Linked DNA regions of Mus musculus: region 1 is linked to region 2. A link is a contact called in public Hi-C data. All regions are on one chromosome and are shown on one strand. Each heading gives the region's core, a stretch centred on a gene start, on an enhancer-like site or on the middle of the called end of the contact. The rest is flanking DNA. Distances are from core to core; before and after follow the strand shown.

Evidence for each region. A called contact is a pair of places that touch in the nucleus more often than the background predicts.
Region 1: a Hi-C map of uterus shows a contact between it and region 2, with 3 times the contacts expected there. The contact joins two enhancer-like sites. A contact is called at or near these places in 6 of 484 Hi-C or Micro-C datasets (adipose-derived mesenchymal stem cells, muscle stem cells, myocytes and 1 more) and 1 of 115 datasets of contacts at active chromatin or transcription factors (embryonic fibroblasts).

What each region holds. Positions count from the first base shown.
Region 1 is chr7:36,316,039-36,320,559 of GRCm38.p6, forward strand. No RefSeq gene overlaps it. Among named protein-coding and RNA genes, the nearest start is that of Gm46016, 150 kb to the left of the region's middle. Within about 2 kb of position 1,978, at least 21 of the 459 cell types and tissues checked have an H3K27ac peak or open chromatin away from gene starts, as enhancers often do. A contact at or near this core is called in muscle stem cells and uterus, where this site is marked.
Region 2 is chr7:36,092,835-36,096,903 of GRCm38.p6, forward strand. Gm38991 (a long non-coding RNA gene) reads left to right here. Exons shown (of 6, transcript XR_881969.1): 5 at 3,023-4,069. Among named protein-coding and RNA genes, the nearest start is that of Gm38991, 19 kb to the left of the region's middle. Within about 2 kb of position 2,532, at least 48 of the 459 cell types and tissues checked have an H3K27ac peak or open chromatin away from gene starts, as enhancers often do. A contact at or near this core is called in muscle stem cells and uterus, where this site is marked.

The DNA.
Region 1 (4,521 bases), core at 728-3,227, 220 kb after region 2:
ATGTTCTGCTCTAACCAGCCTCTCAATTGAATGCAGAGACCCCATAACGCAGAGAGAACTATATCCACTGGATACTGTTTTCTGATTATAAGTCTCATCCCAGCAGGCCATAGGGCCGGGGAGACATCCTAGAATCCATCCAAACTAACAGAAACGTGGGGGTTTAAGATCAATGTGAGCCCATATGGAAGTTGCACTGTGTTTCCTAGATGTTGAGCCCTGGGTCCTGGAGGCACAGCCAGCAATGGATAGATAAGGGTCTGTCTCCAGGGTAGCCCACTGAGGGAGTTGGGCAAGCAAGACCCAAAGTACAACCTATCTTTAGCCACTAGAGTTATACCCAAGATTCTGTGTGATCTATCACTGCAGTTTCTTAGCCCTCATGGGTGGCTTTCTAGGGGATGGGGCAGTGTGACTTTAGGCTGCTTCATCTGTTGTGAGCCTTGAGAAATGAGCAGTGTATAAACGCCTGTCTTGCTGGACTGTGATGGGGCAGAAGAGATACAGTCCCTAACACACTCCCTTACTAAGCGTTGATCACCAGAACTCTTAGGAGGTGGCCAGACAGGCAGGGGTCTCATGGATGGGCATAGATTGCAGATGATGGGAAGGCCTTTGGGGCAGATGGTGGTTAGCAGATTTGTAACTTCAGATGCTTGTTCTATCAGGAGGACTGCAGAACTGCCCTGGGGGAGGGACTTGGGGCCAATGCCCAAGATGGGGTGTGCCTTACTGAGGATCTAACTTAGAGCTGGTTTGTATAACAGGAGTGCTGCTTGTGTTTGATGGCGAGTTATGGACCATAAAAACATCATTTTGAAAATGGGCGTGGCTTCTCGTTTCATCATTTTATGTGTTCCTTCTCTTTTGTGGTCATGGTCATTGTCATTGCGATCACCCTAAAGTGTGTCTGGGAAAAGGATGAGACTGCTGGAGTAGGATCTTTCACTGTTCCACCAAGTGGATGGTAGATGGATGTGGAATAGATGTGTGAGCCAGGAACAGGCCTCAAGTGACCTTATAAAGTGGCCTATAGAGGTCCTGGCTGCTCTTCCCAATAGTGCTTTCATATTTACACGGCCTCTTCCTTTTCCTTTATCTCAGTCATCAAAAGCTTAAGGACATTTTAAAAACCACAGGGGCATCATGCATAAACTACCACCCCAGGCCACGGATGGAATTCATGGACAGGTTCCTCCTGGGGAGGGCCGGAGCACCCCCATCCAGGATGTCTGGGCTGTCACTAGCCCCATCTGTCTTCCTGACTGTAAAAATTAAACACATGCATAGGAGGGCTTGGGCAGCAGAGTTATGGGGGATATAAAGTGCATGACAGCAGATAAACTTGCCAGCCCCACAGTGGAACACCCGATCGTGGTGGTGCCAAGGAGGTGAAATGGGTCCAGATGCAGATGGACAGGCCCATTGCAGAGGGGAGAGGAAGCAGGGCCACTGAGGGTGGGGTCCCGGCTGCTCCTGACCTGAGTGCTTCTAGGAGCTGGGCTTAGCCTCTGAGGCCTCCCTCAGCACTCTTTGCAGTGCTAAAGGCTGTTTGCTGGAGGTGCCAGAGAACTGAGCAGGAGGCTCTCTGCACAAAGAGGCCTTCCATCTAGAGGCAGGAGAAAGCAGGAGGTCCAGGAAGGGGCAGGTATCAGATTACAGAGCCTTACAGTGTCTCTGACCAGTGAACTTCAAAAGCATTTCTGCTCTTGGGTCTGCTACTCTCAGCCCTTGCAAAATGCAGACAAGGTACTGAGAAAAGGTCAGGATAAGGGTATACAGAGAAATTCTTATAGGTGCCAGAGACTATAACCAGGGACCTGTACAGCTGGCTTCTCTACCAACAGTTTGTGACCTTGTCAACTGCCACTGGGACAATGCAGAGGGGGCCTGTAGGGACAACTAGGGAGAGGCCTCAACCAACAGGGCCTCACACAAGAGCCTGGCATGCTGTCTGCTGGGGGCTGGACCTTCCCTGTCCTAAGAGACTCATCAATGGAGCTTGCCAGGACATCTGGCCAGCAGGAGGGACAGAGCTCCTCGGTGCCTCAAGGGGCTGCGGGCTTCAGGCCAGGCTGCTCAGCTGTGTAGGAGGGAGAGAGAGAGAGAGAGAAAGAGAGAGAGAGAGAGAGACAGAGACAGAGACAGAGACAGAGACAGAGACACAGAGAGACAAACAGACACAGAGACAGAGACACAGAGACACAGACTCCGAGACAGACAGACAGAGATGAAGAAGAGGGAGAGACTGTGAGGGGAGAGGAGGGAAGAGGAGCACGGAGATAACATTTGCATTTCCTGATCTGGGGGTGGAGGAGGGAGGGGAGCACTCAGTATGAGGAAGTAGCTTCAGGAACCAGGGAGCCAAGAGGATTAAGCTAGTACGATTGTATCTTTGTTGTTTCAGTCTCTCAGAATTGTGTGCACCAACCAGTCTATCTCACCTTCGCCGAGGCCACCTACAGACACTAACCCAGATACCACAAGAATAACCATTTGTTGTTGTTGTTGCTGTTACGTCTTTAAGACAAGATCTCTTTAGCCTAGGCTAGCCTCCGGCTTGAGATCCTCCTGCCTGCTTCTCTCCCGGGTTCAGTTAGAACAGAGAAACCAGTTCCACCCAGAGAGTCACCCTGCTTGTCTGAGTCTCAGGCTAAAAGGTAGAGAAGGCTGGAAGGCCACTGAAACCTGCCCCGCCCCACACATCACTGCCTTCTCCCCCATCCCCTGTAGGGGTCATGAAAGGCATCCCAGGATGGGCAACTGAGAGGGTCAGGAGCCAGTCGGGGCTCTGGGAGTTAAAAGGGAAGGCTCCTTATACCTGCCACCCCTCCGACCCTAGAAAAGTCGATGTTTTATTTAAAAGGTTTGGGTTGGCTAAGTGTGGTAGGTTAAGTGCTCTTGAGATTCCAGCATTTGGGAGGTTGAGGCAGGAGGCCCTAGAGTTCCACACCAGCTTGAACTGTGCAAGAGAAGTGAATGATAGAATGAGAGATAGATAGATAGATAGATAGATAGATAGATAGATAGATAGATAGATAGATAGATAGGTAGGTAGGTAGGTAGGTAGGTAGGTAGGTAGATAGATAGATAGATAGATAGATAGATAGATAGATAGATAGATAGATTAATAGCCTTGGGCCTCAGCTTAGTTAATTTACACTAATCTCTAGTATCAAGACAAGAAACTAAATTCTATTGGATTCTTTTTTTTTAATTAAAAATGCTTTCATACAATTATTTGGATCATGTTTTTCTCCCTTCCCAACTCTCCCAGATCCTTCCCACCTCCCTCCCCTCCCCCAATTATATAATCTCTCTCTCTTAAAAATAATCTCACAAAAATAAAAATTAAAACAAACACAAAACCAGTAAAACCAAAACCAACAACGAAAACCCCCCAAAACACAGAAAGTTTCTGAGAGCCAGAGTTGGTGGGTAACTCAAGGAAATGGCTCTTTCTAGACACAGTCAGACTGATTTACATGGGGACTCACAGTGACATCACACAGGAAACCTGCATAGGTTCCATCAGAGGAGGGTCCCAGAACTGAAAGGGGGGACACTGATATCCCGACCCTAAGGAAGAAGCTATTTGCAATCAATACTTGCTAAAATACATTTTCCCCAGTGGTGTGTCACTGAGTGTATCAGTCACACTCCAAGTCAGGCTCCATGCCCAGGAGTAGCTGCCCAACACAAAACAAACTTCATGCTACTAGGTCCTTAATAAGGCTGGGCAAACTGCTGCTTTAAGTCAATTTTCCAACAGCCTGAGGGGTGGCGGATACTTTATACCCTTTACAGATGGAAAATGTTATTAGTCAGAGCTCCCTAGAGAAAAGTAATCGATGTACATATATGTACATATATATGAATTCATACTCAAGAACATATACATATATGGTCTACATGCAAGAACATGGATTATATATGGGAGCTGACTCATGATATTTGCAGGCCAAGAAGTCTCACCATGTACCAACTGCAAGTTGAAGAACATTCAGGGTCCCAAGATGAGAACCCTGAGCAGGGCTATGGTAGAGGTAGCTTCAGAGTTAGAAGATCCCAGAACCTGGGCGTCTGATGCCTGAGAGCAATTGAAGTTCTAGCTCCAGAATGAAAAGGCATTCAGGAAAGTCTGAAAAGAATTTCTCTGGTTCCTTTCTCTTCCTCCTGCTCTTCTTCCTCCTCCTCTTTCTGCTCCTCCTATTTTTCTTCATCCCCCTCCTCCTCTTTCTCTTCTCCTCTCCCTTCTCCTCTCCCTCCTCCTCTCCTCTTACATCTCTCCTCCATGTCCTCATTTTTTTTTTAAGTGTAGGTATTAGAACCAACTTGCACAAGCCAGGCAAGGAAGGACTCCCTGAAGGACAGAGCCCCACCCCCTGGGAGGATCCTCATCCCCTGGGATTAGCTCCACCCCTGGCATGAGCCCCGCCCCCTGGGATGAGCCCCCACCCCCCTGGGATGAGCCCCGCCCCCTGAGATGAGCCCCACCCCCTCTGATGACAAGCAGGCAGG
Region 2 (4,069 bases), core at 1,282-3,781:
CTGTCTTAAGTTGCTTTTGGAAATGGTATTGACCACAGCAACAGAAAAGTAACTAATACAACATTTTAGCTAAAAGGACCACAGGCTGGAGAGATGACATATGCATGGGCTGCAAAGACTGTACATGCATGGACTGTGGAGATTACACACACACGGACTGCAGAGATTACACATGCATGAACTGCAGAGATTACGCACACATGGTGTTTGCAGAGGAGCCAATTTCTCAGCACCTCAGTTGGGCAGCTCACAATTGTCTACAACTCTAGCTCTTGGGAATCTTATGTTCTGACTTTTCTTGCATGTACATGCCTGCGTGAACGCATAGGGGTGCATGGCCATACACACACACACACACACACACACTCGTGCTTAAAAAATAAAAATAAATAAATAAACGGACCACACTGAGTGAGAGCTCTGGCAGCATTCGCCAGGGACAAGGTGCTGCTCCATGCTGGATGCTCTGATAAGTAGTGATTCTCACCGGGGTGTGGGGCTAACTGGTGAAAACTGTATATATTGCTGCGTCTGTGTACTCTGCCCCTTTGAAAAACCAGCTCTCAAATCCTTAACATCTCATGCTCTGTGCAATAGCTTCTGCCACCTTTTGACCTCAGTATGAAGTGGAAGTTGTTCTTGCCAATCCTAGATATCTGGACTCGTTTCTGCTCAAACACCTAGCAGGAACTTTTCTTTATTGCCTGTGAACATGCCCTGCAAAGGTGTCAGCCATGTCTAACTCATGCACTCCAACTAAGTTCTAAACGTTCACTTAAAGGATACCTCTGGACTAGGCTTAATAGAGAAGGCTTACAATCCCAGCTATGCTGGAGGTGGAGGCTATTTCTATTCCAAATAGAAGGCCAGCCTAGACTATAGAGGAGATTGATGACTTTTGACTTGGGGAGTTGCATACCTTCAAAAACCGCCCAATTTCCATGCAAACCAAGGTGACCTGAGGCTATTGAGAATGGTGAGTTACGCTTTCATGTTTTGAAAGGGAGTCAAAGCAAGAAAAGAGATTTGAGGAATGACATGTGGAGAGAATTAGGCAGAATCAGGTGTATGAAATCACTTTTTTTTTTTTCAGACAGGGCTTCTCTGTATAGCCCTGGCTATCCTGGATCTCACTTTGTAGACCAGGCTGGCCTCAAACTCAGAAATCTGCCTGCCTCTGCCGCCACCACGCCGGGCTGCAATCAGACATTTTTAATAGCCTCATTATCACATATACTACCAGCCCCAAAGCAAGGAGTATTCTGGGATGAATGAGATTGAGGTTTCTGTCTGACTACAATAAAGAATTATAGAATGCGTATTCTATCGCTACCCCACCAAGTCCTTCAAAACATGGTGGGGGGGGGCACAGATAATTTTCTTTCTAGAACTATTTTATTCCTTTAGATCAACCTGATTTGAGAGCGAACACCCAGCACCAAGGATTTTGTTCTGTCTGATTTTTCAGTGTCTGGCTTGCCTTACAAAGATGCATGTACTTGGTTTGAACATTAGGCCTTTAGGGTGTCTCGTATGGTTTAAGTCTGAAATGTACCCCTCAAGTTTATGTTTTGAATACCCAGTCTCTGATTGGTCATGTTGTTCTGAAGGCTGTGGAGCCTTTCTGAGGTGGGATGTAGCTGGTGGAAGTAGGACAGTAGACTAGGCCCCTGATAGCCATACATACTTCAATTTTTCATCTATAGTTTCGGCTTTCTGGTCTACCTCTCTGCCTTCTCCAACACATTGACCTAAAATCTGTCTGTAACTACAAGTTAAAATGTTTTTTTCCCTTTCTATTGTGTCTCTCAGGTATTTGTTCACAGTGACAAAGAAATAACTGATACAAGGTCTTTTAACCAAAATAGTGGGTTCTCTTGGACATCCGAAGAAAACTAGTGAATCACATATGAATGGCAGGTTACCCCTACTCATTAGTTGAGGCATCATGGCCTTGGGTTAGCTAATCTTGGATGGTTGGGTAGAGAGGAAGTATAGTTTAGTTCATGACTAGACTTTCCATTCCCCCATCTTTCAATTAATATGGATTCCTAAAGTGAACATGTAGATATAAGTAATTAGGGCATTATTAATATTTGTTCTGTTGTTGAAGAATTATCTTTCTGTTTTCTTTCTTTTTGTGGTTATGGTCAAATCGCTAGGGCAGTGGTTCTCAACTTTCTCAATGGTGTGATCCTTTAATACAGTTCCTTCTCTTGTGGTGACCCCCTCAACTATACAATTATGTTCTTTGCTATTTCATAACAGTGATTTTGCTACACTTATGAATCACAGTATAAATACCCAATATGTAGGACATATGGCATGGGACCCCTATATATGGGTCTTTCGACCTCTAAAGGTGTCAAGACCCATAGATTGAAAACCACTGCTCTAAGGGATTCTGAACCCAGCCCACGGTGGTGTGCAAAGACCTCACAGGAAGCAACCACCTTGAGTTTCCAGCCGCAGCTGTTATAGTTCCCAGCTCCCAGGGCCTCACCCCTCCCCAACCCCAGTCTCTCTAACACCCAGTAGATAATCTTTTAAGTCACACTCACTGCACACTGGCCACACACTCTGACAGTGAAACTCGAGCTTCCTTGGGGCTTGCTTCCGTGACCGAACAAAGCACTTGTCCCCCCTCTCCAGAACTGGTCTCCTTATGCGTTGACCTTTGAAGCTGTGTGCTCAGTAGTGACTCCAGTTTTGCTTGGTTAAACATGGAAAAATGTTCCTCTAGATCGAAGCAGCTCCCCATTTATTTCAGAGCATCCTGTCGCTGACGTAATGCCGCCTGGTTTATGGCCTCATTGCTCTGTGTTTGGAGTTGAGTAATGCCTGCTGGTGCACCAGGCACCGCCTACGTAACCACAGGAAGGGGTAACATCCCATGGGCCTCCCAGGCATCTGCTGGGAAATTGCTTCTTTGGTGCCAGACAAATGAATGTTTTGCATATTTCTCACAAAAAGAGAAGGGTTGTGAGGCGGAGGTTAACATAACAATCTTCTCTTATTACAGTGATTTATGTGTGCATAACTTCAGCAGTGGAATGTCATCTCGGAGGTCTTTAATTGGCAGACTTTGGGGACCACAGAGGGAGATGACAGAGTGTGCTCTGAAGAAATAAGAGTGTCGGCTGCCATTCCCAGTGCGGCCCCACAGAGGAGGTCTCATAAATCTCGGGAGTAGTGGGGGGATAGCAGTCAACTTTTAAACTTTTTATTAACCTGATATCTGCTAATGAAACACGAAGAGGATCATCTTCAACCTTAGCCGATTCGGATCTCACGACACGTCAAATGACTGCCTACGGTTTTTGAGACAATCAAATGCAGATCTTCTGGTAACTTCTACTCAAAGACACCAACGCTGCGATTTGCAGTCTTTATGACTTCAATGAGTCACCCAGTCCTGTCTTGCTATGTGGAATATGATTGTATGTTTTTAAGAATGTCAACAGATGTGTTTTCTGTTCATGAACCTCATCTCGGGCCTTGGATAAAGGGGCCATTTTGAAATGGAATCACAGCTGCTTTTGGCCTCAGGATGCGGCTCAGAGAAGTCTATCCATGCAAGGTGTGACTGGCCTTTTAGGAGGCAGGGTGAGGTTCTGGAAGGAATGGAGAGTGACCTCTGTGACAAGATGACTCCGGTATCTGTGTCACTTGTAGGAAAGTTGAAGTCTTTCTGAATGATGGATGTCTCTGCGAACATCTGTGCTAACAGTGTCCAAGAGGTCAAGTGCCAGGCCTTAAACTCTAGCACCTGTGCTAGAGCCAACCCCAAACTGTGGGCCAACCTATTTCGTGGGCCATTGGGCTTTTGAGAAAAGACTGACAATTTACATCTTTGCATTTATTTTCAAAATTGCAATGTCTTTAGGCAAGGGCTCCCCAGAAGCAAACCCCATTGCAGTAGCAGAGTGTAGAGTTATTTCCTGGAGTTATGATCCAGGAGCCATCAACTCTCACCAGCTCCCAAGCTGGGAGTGGAGGATCCTGAGCCCATTCTGATTCACGCTAGAATATTGGCTGGCTTGGTCATGACCTCATGTGGGTCTTTCGA